2 separate regions of the Zea mays genome follow, and region 2 is linked to region 1. Evidence: chromatin contacts called from public Hi-C data. All regions are on one chromosome and are shown on one strand. Each heading gives the region's core, a stretch centred on a gene start, on an enhancer-like site or on the middle of the called end of the contact. The rest is flanking DNA. Distances are from core to core; before and after follow the strand shown.

Region 1 (4,522 bases), core at 684-3,183:
CGATTTCGTAAATCGTAAGAGGCTTTGTCAGACACAAACATGACCGAGTGCACAATCTAAACAGAATATTCAAGGAAGCAAACAAATACAACTACAAGCAAGAGATTTAATCCAAGATAGTAGTTCCTGGTTTGCTTTACCTCCATTGCACTACCGTTACTCATCAGATCTGCTGAAAACCACCGAGGATGGCCGTTGCGCCGACTTCCCTTACCATCAGCCTCCAAGACCTTGCTCTTACTTCTCGACCTCTTGGACACCTAAAAATCACAACACCAATTGATGAACCACGGAACAGATTGCCGCCAATTGGGACAACAGGACACCAGAGCACCCACCTTCGTGGAGGCGCCGCTCCACAGGACCAGGCTCCGGCGCGCCGCCGCCGCGTCCCCGTCAAGCAGACCACCGCTGCCCATGTTCTGCCAGAACGCGTCGACGAGCCTCCTCGCAGACGCGGACGGCAGCGTCCCTTCGGCGACACGGTTGCCGCTGCCACGGCAATGCCGGCTCCGGGACGACTCCGACATGTCCCCGCCCGCGCTGGTCCGGTGCCGCGGCAGCCGCACCGCGGGCCGCCTGGACCGCAGCCTCCTCCCCACCGCCGCCGGGTCCGAGCCCCCCGACGACGACACCGCGCGGCGCTTCCGGATCTTGTTGGCCAGCCTCACTGTCGCAGCGGCGGTAGCCTCGTCAGCACCTGCTCCTTCCTCCGAATACAGCCTCGGCATTGCAAGCTAAGCTCCCAAGATTCTTCTCGCCTCCTCCTCCTGCTGTTCGCCGACACCAGCCAGGAAGAAGCGCAGAGCAACGCGACTGCAGTCAGTGCTCAGTCCCACCGGTCACTGATGCGGTCAAGGAGTGGTGTGCCTATGATGACAAGACTGTCACATCAAACCGATCGAAAGGGAAAGAGAAACTAGGCGAAAGCAAAAGAGGTAAAGGATGGAATCGATGCAGCTTTAAAAGAAGGAATAAGAAGCAGGGTCCGGCGAGTGGAGCAAGAACTGGCGAGCAGAAGAGGGTGGATGTGACCATGTCCATCACACACACAGACGCACACAGAGCGCCATTGGGATTTGGGAACCAAGATTCGTCCCCAGTCTCGCCTTTGAACAGACCAGAGTCCAGAGCAACGAACCAACGATGATCGTCTCGAAAATGCGCGAAAAAGGTGGCCCCGAAATTTGCAGTGGGGTTGTCCAAGATTTAAAATGTGCTTGATTTGCAAAGAGATACTCCGAAGAAGGAAACAGCTTTCGCAGAGACCAAGGAACACAGAGTTCTATGGACCACAGAGCTGCCCCAACGAACGTCGGCACCAGCGGGCAAGACTAGCCTCGAGGTATCGTGGACCGGGAGACCCAAAGGAAAAGGTAGAAGAAGAAGAAGCAGCCAAGTGCTCGCTGGCATCGAAGAACAGAGTGGCGTACCCATTGATGTGCTGCCTGGCGCGCCTGTACGAGCTCGGATCAGCTGCTGCGAGTGCTGGCTCTGGCCCGTGCTGCCATCATGAGGCTTTGGAGCTTCTGCTCAGGCGGCGCATCGCAAATTCGCAACTCGCACGAGTGGGGAGATGGACGGACGGGGGACAGGGATGATAGTGCGGGCGTGTGTCAGTGCGCCCCCGCGTACTGTTGTGTATCGTCTACGTCGTGCGTGCATGTGTCGATCTGCTCGAGGTCGGGCCGGGCAGGGCGCGAGGCGCGTGAGCTTGTCCCTCCTTGCCGAGGGTGGTCCGGTGGTGCGTATGATTGGAGCTTGTCGGAACGGCGGGCTGGTGGCGGTGGAGCATGGACGGATGGATGGACGTACGCTAGCTACGCCCGCCGGTGAGGGGTCTGGGGAAGCGAGGGATAGGCGGGCGAGGTTGGGAGCACGAGGGAGTAGGAGTGTAGGACGTCGGCTTGCGGCGGGCTCCTGCTGCGCTGTACGCTGCCGGACCGGGGGCCCGGGAAGAAGATGAGGGTGGCTGTCAGACTCAGCACATGGGCCGTGCCGTTGTTGTACCTATGCCTTCGTATTTGTTTGTCCCTAACTCCCTATGCACGTGTAAACATCATGTTGGAACATATCCGAAAAGTTATACGGATATTAAAAAAATTTATCTTCTTTTTCGATTACAAATAAATAGCTCATAGAATCTACCATATAAATTTGATTATTATTTGTAGTACTGATCTTATTATTCATAAAATGTAAACCTCAAATTTATTCAATCTTTTCTCAAATGGTAGATATAAAATCCAAATATGGATATGGATTCAGATGATTTTTATATTTTTTGTAGGGAGTAAACAATACAAAAAAACTATACAAATTTTTTTTATAATATGCTTAACAACATAACTAAAAATTAGTATCAAATTTTATGCAAATCTATTTTTAAAAAATTAAGTTTGTCCTATAATTCCGATGTTTAAAATCCAACCCTATAAATATGCTTTTACTTGATATGTGTGTGAGAGAGTGAAAATATATTTTAACATGGTTTGTATACATATTGATTTGCCACGATGCACTATGGGTGCGTTTTGTTCAGCTTTTTAAACCTGATTTTGCTTTGAAAAAACAGAAGCTCAACCAAAGAGATTTAACTTATCTGCAGCTACTTTAGAAAGACAACTTTTATATAGTAAAAATTTGAAAGCGACTTGAACTATGCTTTTGCTGCTTATCCACGTTCGCCATGTTAATAAAGAGATGTTGTAAATAGAAACAAAAATGATTAAAAATAAATAAGTGTTATAAAAATGAAAGTAAATTTTTTATTAAAACAATATTTAAAATTATGAATAAAAATATTTTTAATAAAAAATATTGATCAAGAGATATAGTTAAATAAAGTGCATTTAAGCAATGTATACTTCCTTTCCATGGCAATCAACAATGGGGTCGTAAGGAAGATATAAACACTACCGGAATCAAGCGCTTTGCTGATTGTTTTTTGTCGGGCACTCGGCAAAGACTTATTTGTCGAGTGCCGCACTCGGTAAAGTCCTGCTCTCGGTAATGACCGCGTTTACTGAGAACAGGACTCTCGGCACAGAAATACACTCGGCAAAGAAATCTTTGTCGAGTGCCAAGCTTTATTTGGCACTCGGTAAAGAAGCTTCTTTACCGAGTGTCCTGAGTATGACACTCGGCAGATCATGTTGTGCCGAGTGCCTTCCTTGGGCACTTGGCAAAGTATATGTTTATTTTTTTTATTTTCTCAACCAAACTTTTTGGGGTATGTTTCTACACTATGTAGACTTAAATGTTCTATTTTGGCACAGTTATAAAAGTGTTTGCTATAACTATTCGATTTAGTTCGTTTAGTTGAATTTTTTTAGATAATTTAGATTTGAACTGCAAGTCACTCGAAAAATGGAAAACCGTGAATGCAAAAATGATATACGTGTTAGTTAACACAAGTTACGACCGATTTCAGGAGCAGACCAAAATTTCCGAACACCATTCTCATTAAACATGACCGTGAACTTGTCATCAAGTTGTTTAAAAATTGTATAAAACACAAATGAAGTCAAAAAATAATGAAACAATGCCACATGTCACGATATCATATGTAGAGGATGTGATAAAAATTTGAGAATGTTTCGAGAAAGTTGTGACGCACTATGTGTACAAACCTAAGTGACCTACACATGAAATCATAGAGTTTCAATGTAGGTCACTTAGGTTTCTACACATATTGCCTCACAACTTTCTTGAAACATTCGCAAAGCGCTCGATGCTGTTAGTGAAAGGAGACATGTTCCCTTCCTTTCCATGGCAACACAAGCACAAGAGATAGAAGACAAAAGGTAGGGAGACTCTTTCCTTGTTATTCATTTTGAGTGGTACATATTCATTATATAGAGAAGTAGAGTACCTTGGGGCTAGAATTGTATTAACCCACATAACCCTTCGTAAGGTTTCTTAACAATCCGTACTTCAGATTTGTCTGGTGCCAATTTAGGGCTTGTTCGGTTAGCTCTCAATCTATGTGGATTGAGTGAGATTGGGTGGGTTTAAATCCCAAACAAGTCAAAGTTATTCTAATTTTTTTCCAATCCTATCCAATCCATATATAATGGGAATAACCGAACAAGGCCTTAATGATCATGTGATCATATTTGTTGATAAGACGGATGATGCTCTTTCAACGTGTCATATGCATCCTGGGAAAGTTCTTATGGCATTAGGCCATACATCATTTTCAAGATTGGGAGTAAATCGGTGTGAATGATTTAAAGTGCCATTTCAATTCTTTTATTTTGGAAAAAATAGAGTCAACTTAATGGACTAGCTTATTTATCTTAAAATTTAATGTTCTATAATTTTCCAAGTTTACATGTAAGTCTATCTCAAATTTATATGATTGGAAATGGACATTGAATCTAGAAATCACCATGCTAACTTTTTTAATCTATAACTTACAACATGGTATTTAACCCACTCTTTAATAGCAGAAATAGAGCACTAATATTACCTTTATTTTATTATATGATCAGCAGTACTACACAAATGTATTTTATAT
Region 2 (4,522 bases), core at 663-3,162, 230 kb after region 1:
TTAAAAAACACATCACTCGAAAAAAACTATTACCGGCCGGTCCGGTCCAATAGCGGGAAACCGGACCGGGTTTCGCCAGTTTTGGAGCGGATCTGTAATCCTTGACGGTGATCCCATATGGCTGGGCGTTTGGCTACAGCGTAGCTGGACCATGCATGCATGATGCCACACCCCCCATCCCCCAAGCTCCTTTTATTTTTCTGAGAGCGCAAAGCGCGCGCGCAGACACGACGCATCCATCAACTTTTACTCTCCGTACTAGCCAGCTTAATTTGCATGCATGCATGCGTGCGTGCGTGCCCACCGCCTTTGATCACCTGTTGTTACGGCTGCTTTCGCTTTCTCGCTAACCTTTGGCGCGCCCGGCATCATATTTTCCTCTGTTCTCGCGCCCATTCCATTCCTTAACCCGGGGGGATATCCACCCCGTGTCGTGCGGTGTTAAACCGGTTGCTTTTGGTTCCAGAGTAACCCTGAAGCTTCTAGCAGCACATGCATGCAAACACACAAAGCCCACCACTTGCTGAGTGCTGACCTCCTCCTGGCTGCAGGCTCCAGAATCCAGATATCCTCCTCCTCGACCCTGCCCCTGTGCCCTAGCTCCATTCCTGCCCCTCAAGATGAGGGCTTGTGCCCAGCCGACCTCTATATATACCCACGGCGTCCCACAGGCCAAACTCCATGTCCAACCATCCAACAACACACTCCAATCGTCGCTAGCCGGCCAGTACTGTCCGTCACATACACACACACTGACACCACCATCCACAAGAATCTCTCCACGCTACAGCCGCTACATACTGCAGCTGCAAGCTAGCGAGGCAAGTGTGTAACAACTAAGATGAAGGGCAAGGCGTCGAGGTTCCTGAAGCAGATGGTGTCGACCATCGTGGCGGTAGTCAAGGCCAAGTCCACGGCGGTGCGCGTCAAGACCAGCGCCCTCAAGACGCGCCTCCTCATCTTCGGCATCCTCCGCAACAAGAAGCTGCTCGTCACCGCCATCAACCACAAGATCCACGCCATCATGGGGCAGCAGCAGGAAGCAGCAGACAACGGCGCCGGCAAGCAGCAGCGCGACAGCAGCGACGAAGACGGCGGCGGCGGCGGCGGCAGGAATAAGGCCATCGTGCTCTACAAGCCCCCCAGCTACAGCTTCTCCGCGGAGCTGGGCGCCCACGAGGCGGAGCCGCCGCCGCAGGAGGAGGAGGAGGAGGACAGCGACGACTACCTCACCCACTCGCTGTTCGCCGACGAGGACGACGAGCTGGTCAACGCGCCGGGCTCGGTCATCGACGTCATGCGCGACGCCAGGGCGCGGGAGGCCGGCGACGGCAACGCCGCCGAGTTCAGCCTCGAGGACGAGATCGACCACGTCGCCGACGTCTTCATCCGCCGCATCCACCGCCAGCTCAAGCTGCAGAAGCTCGACTCCTTCAAGCGCTTCTGCGAGATGCTCGAGAGGAGCACCGCCTGACGCCCATGGCCACCGCATCGTGCATGCATCTTCATTCACATCCATCGTCCATCCGTGCTGCCAAGTGCCAACTAATGAATTAACCAGCAACACTTAATTAAGAGGTAGTGTGCATGGTGAAACAAAAATTATTAACATGGCTTCTAGCTGCTACTGCTACTGCTACTAGCAATTTTTGCCTCTCTGGTCTGGTCTGCCAAGGCTACCGCTGCTGTATGAATAACTTGGAGATCGACCGAAAAATTACATGCATGTAAGTAGAAGGGGTTAATAAAGGTGGTATGCAGACGAAGATGCTTTTCTTGAACTAGGGTTTAAGTAGCTAGAAATGGATGGGAACTGTACTTTAAGTAATTATGTTCTTTGTTCTTTGGGGAACATTGTTCTTGTGCTTAACCTTCAATAAAGAGGTAAAAGAAGAGTACGTGGATTGGACATCAGGCTTTGATCCGTACCGACTTCTATAATTTTATACTGTTTTGTCTTTATAGATTACATAGATTACACAACTACAACAGTCCGAACAGTTGGCTTGGCATTAAACTCAAACGAACAACTCGATTCTTAAGATACATCGTGTGTGTCTTTGTCACACATAGCTCAGCATATATGGATTTCTTTCGGAAAGGCCAGCTAAATATCATATCTAGGCTTTTTAGGCAACGAAGATTCTTATTACATCATAATAAAATTGAAATTATTTTGTTCTTTATGTACTAAAAATGATTTTCAAAACACAAAGACGCCCCATAAAATAAACCGTCTTTAAAGATAAGTTATAGAGGTAGCTCTAACCCCGGCCGTCTCTATAAATTTATCTCTATAGGTGACTATTATCACTACCGGAATTCGGCTCTTTGCCAAGTACAAAATGATTTGCCGAGTGTTTTTCTTTCGGGCACTCGACAAAAAAGCTCTTTGCCGAGTGCCAAGTAAAAAACTCTCGGTAAAAAAACACTCGGCAAAGAAACTCTTTGTCAAGTATTTTTATTTTTGACGCTCGGCAAAGAGTTTCTTTGCCGAGTGTTTTTTTAACACTAGTTAAAGAGCTTCTTTCCCAATTGTTTTTTTGACATTAGGCAAAGAGCTTCTTTGCCAAGTGTTTTTTTCAACACTAGGCAAAGATAGTTTAAAAATCATATTTTGAAGCGGTAAATTAATTTCAAATGAAAAGTTTTCAATTACAAATTTGTATAACTCATCAAGATATATAATTTATATTTGATCATTTCTTCATATGACAAAATAAAAGTAAATTTGTTAATAAAACATATTTCTCTCGTAGTTTATGAAACAACAAGAGAGATATACAAGATTTGTGAATAATGTTAGAACCATCATGTGGATGAACAAATAACCAAATAAACAAAATAAACTTTGTAGATCTTGAGAAGTTATAGAATTTTATTGTTGGCAACTTTTTCATTTGAAGTCATCTTGTCAACAAAAACTACATCTGAATTTAACAAATTTTAATTTTGAAAACGACCTCGAATGGAAAAACCACCAACATGAAAGTTATAGGTTTTGAAAAGTTATGAAACTTTATAGTTGATAGTGTTTTGGTTTGAAATTACCTTGTCATGCAAAACTATGTTTGAATTTTAAATTTTGGATTTTTCAAACTACATCGGATGGAAAAAACACTAAAATAAAAGTTGTAGGTCTTGAAATGTAATGAAACTTTGTAATTGACAAATTTTTAATTTGAAATCATCTTATCATAAAAAAATTCGTGTGAAGTTTTCAAATTTGAAATTTAAATTTTGTAAACGGACTCGGACGTAGAAACTATCAAAATAGAACTTGTAGATCTTGAAAAGTTATACAACTTTATAGTTGGCAATATTTTCAATTGGATTCATTTAGTGTCTAAACTAATCAAATTACTCTCGGTTTGTTATACTACATGAGGAATGAAAAACATAATACAGAGATAACTGATGTAGTAGTGTAGTGGTAGATAAGGTTATGCGCGAGAGAGAGGTTCAGTTTGAATCTCACCATTCACAAAACATGTAAATTTGATTCAAAAAATGATGAAAATGATATGGCGATGAGTAGGGCAATGGAAGTGGTTAGGGAGTTGTTCCCCTAATTTAAAAAATATTTTGCTGTTTTTGAGGTTTTTTTGTGATTCTTAATTTGCCAAGTGCTTTTCTTTGCTGAGTGTTTTTCGACACTCAGTAAAGGCTTTGTCGAGTGTCCAAAAAAGTACTCGGCAAAGAACCCTTTGCTGATAAAATGTTTGTCGAGTATTCTTTGTCGAGTGTAACACTCGGCAAAGGCTTTGTCGAGTGTAAAATGGTCTTTGCCGAGTGTCTGGGGCACTCGACAAAGAGCTTATGTCCGGTAGTGTATCAACACATATCTTTAAAAATAGAGGACTTTTAGAGACGGCTGGTGACTACAGTGATCCCTAAAGAAAACTTCATAGATGTGGTTGGGATTAGGGCATGTATAATAGGTATCTTGAGTTGTGTGTTCGAGTGTGTCTAAGGAGGTGAATGTAAAAAAACTCAAGACATGTATCTATAAAACTAGAATAAATCTGTTGATTTTGGGCCCTCGATTTATTGAGGCCCTGTGCGAGCGCACGACTCGCACATGTCTAAGTCAGGCCATGGTCGTTCTTCCCCAAGCTATGTCATCGTGCTTGCCGTGTCGTTTGTGAGGACGAAGACACTGTGTCATTGTCCGTTTTCTGTTTATAATCAGTGCCATCGTGCTTGTCGTTGTCCTTAGTGTGATTCCTTGTGTGGTTAATGCTAGGAGAGATTCCAGAAGGTTTTGGTGGAGAGGAGAAGAAAGCCCGTGTCGGTCGCTCCTTTGGTGTTCGGTCGAATACTCGAACTAGGATCCGTCGTTGATTTTTCACGAATTCGAGTCAAGGTTGGTTTGGTGAGCAATTCGCTACTCCTGCTAGCTGACTTGTGTGACGGATTGAGTAAGTATATTGGTCGCGATGAATCTTCTGTTAGTTGCACATGTGCATTGTGGTTATATTAAATGTTTGTTAAAATGACTCCTCACATGTAGTGTGTGGTT

Evidence for each region. Hi-C and Micro-C count contacts between places; a contact is called where the count stands out from the background.
Region 2: a contact with region 1 is called in a Hi-C map of ear, with 3 times the contacts expected there. The contact joins the promoter of LOC100192731 here to the promoter of LOC103646589 in region 1. A contact is called at or near these places in 7 of 25 Hi-C or Micro-C datasets (bundle sheath, ear, endosperm and 3 more) and 1 of 3 datasets of contacts at active chromatin or transcription factors (leaf).

The regions. Positions count from the first base shown.
Region 1 is chr2:74,818,143-74,822,664 of Zm-B73-REFERENCE-NAM-5.0, forward strand. It overlaps LOC103646589 (myosin heavy chain-related), which reads right to left and starts at 1,934. Exons shown (of 4, transcript XM_008671297.3): 1 at 1,434-1,934; 2 at 339-870; 3 at 141-260. The coding sequence starts at 731.
Region 2 is chr2:75,043,724-75,048,245 of Zm-B73-REFERENCE-NAM-5.0, forward strand. LOC100192731 reads right to left here and starts at 1,913. Exons shown (of 1, transcript NM_001137931.3): 1 at 698-1,913. The coding sequence starts at 1,519. The coding sequence ends at 794.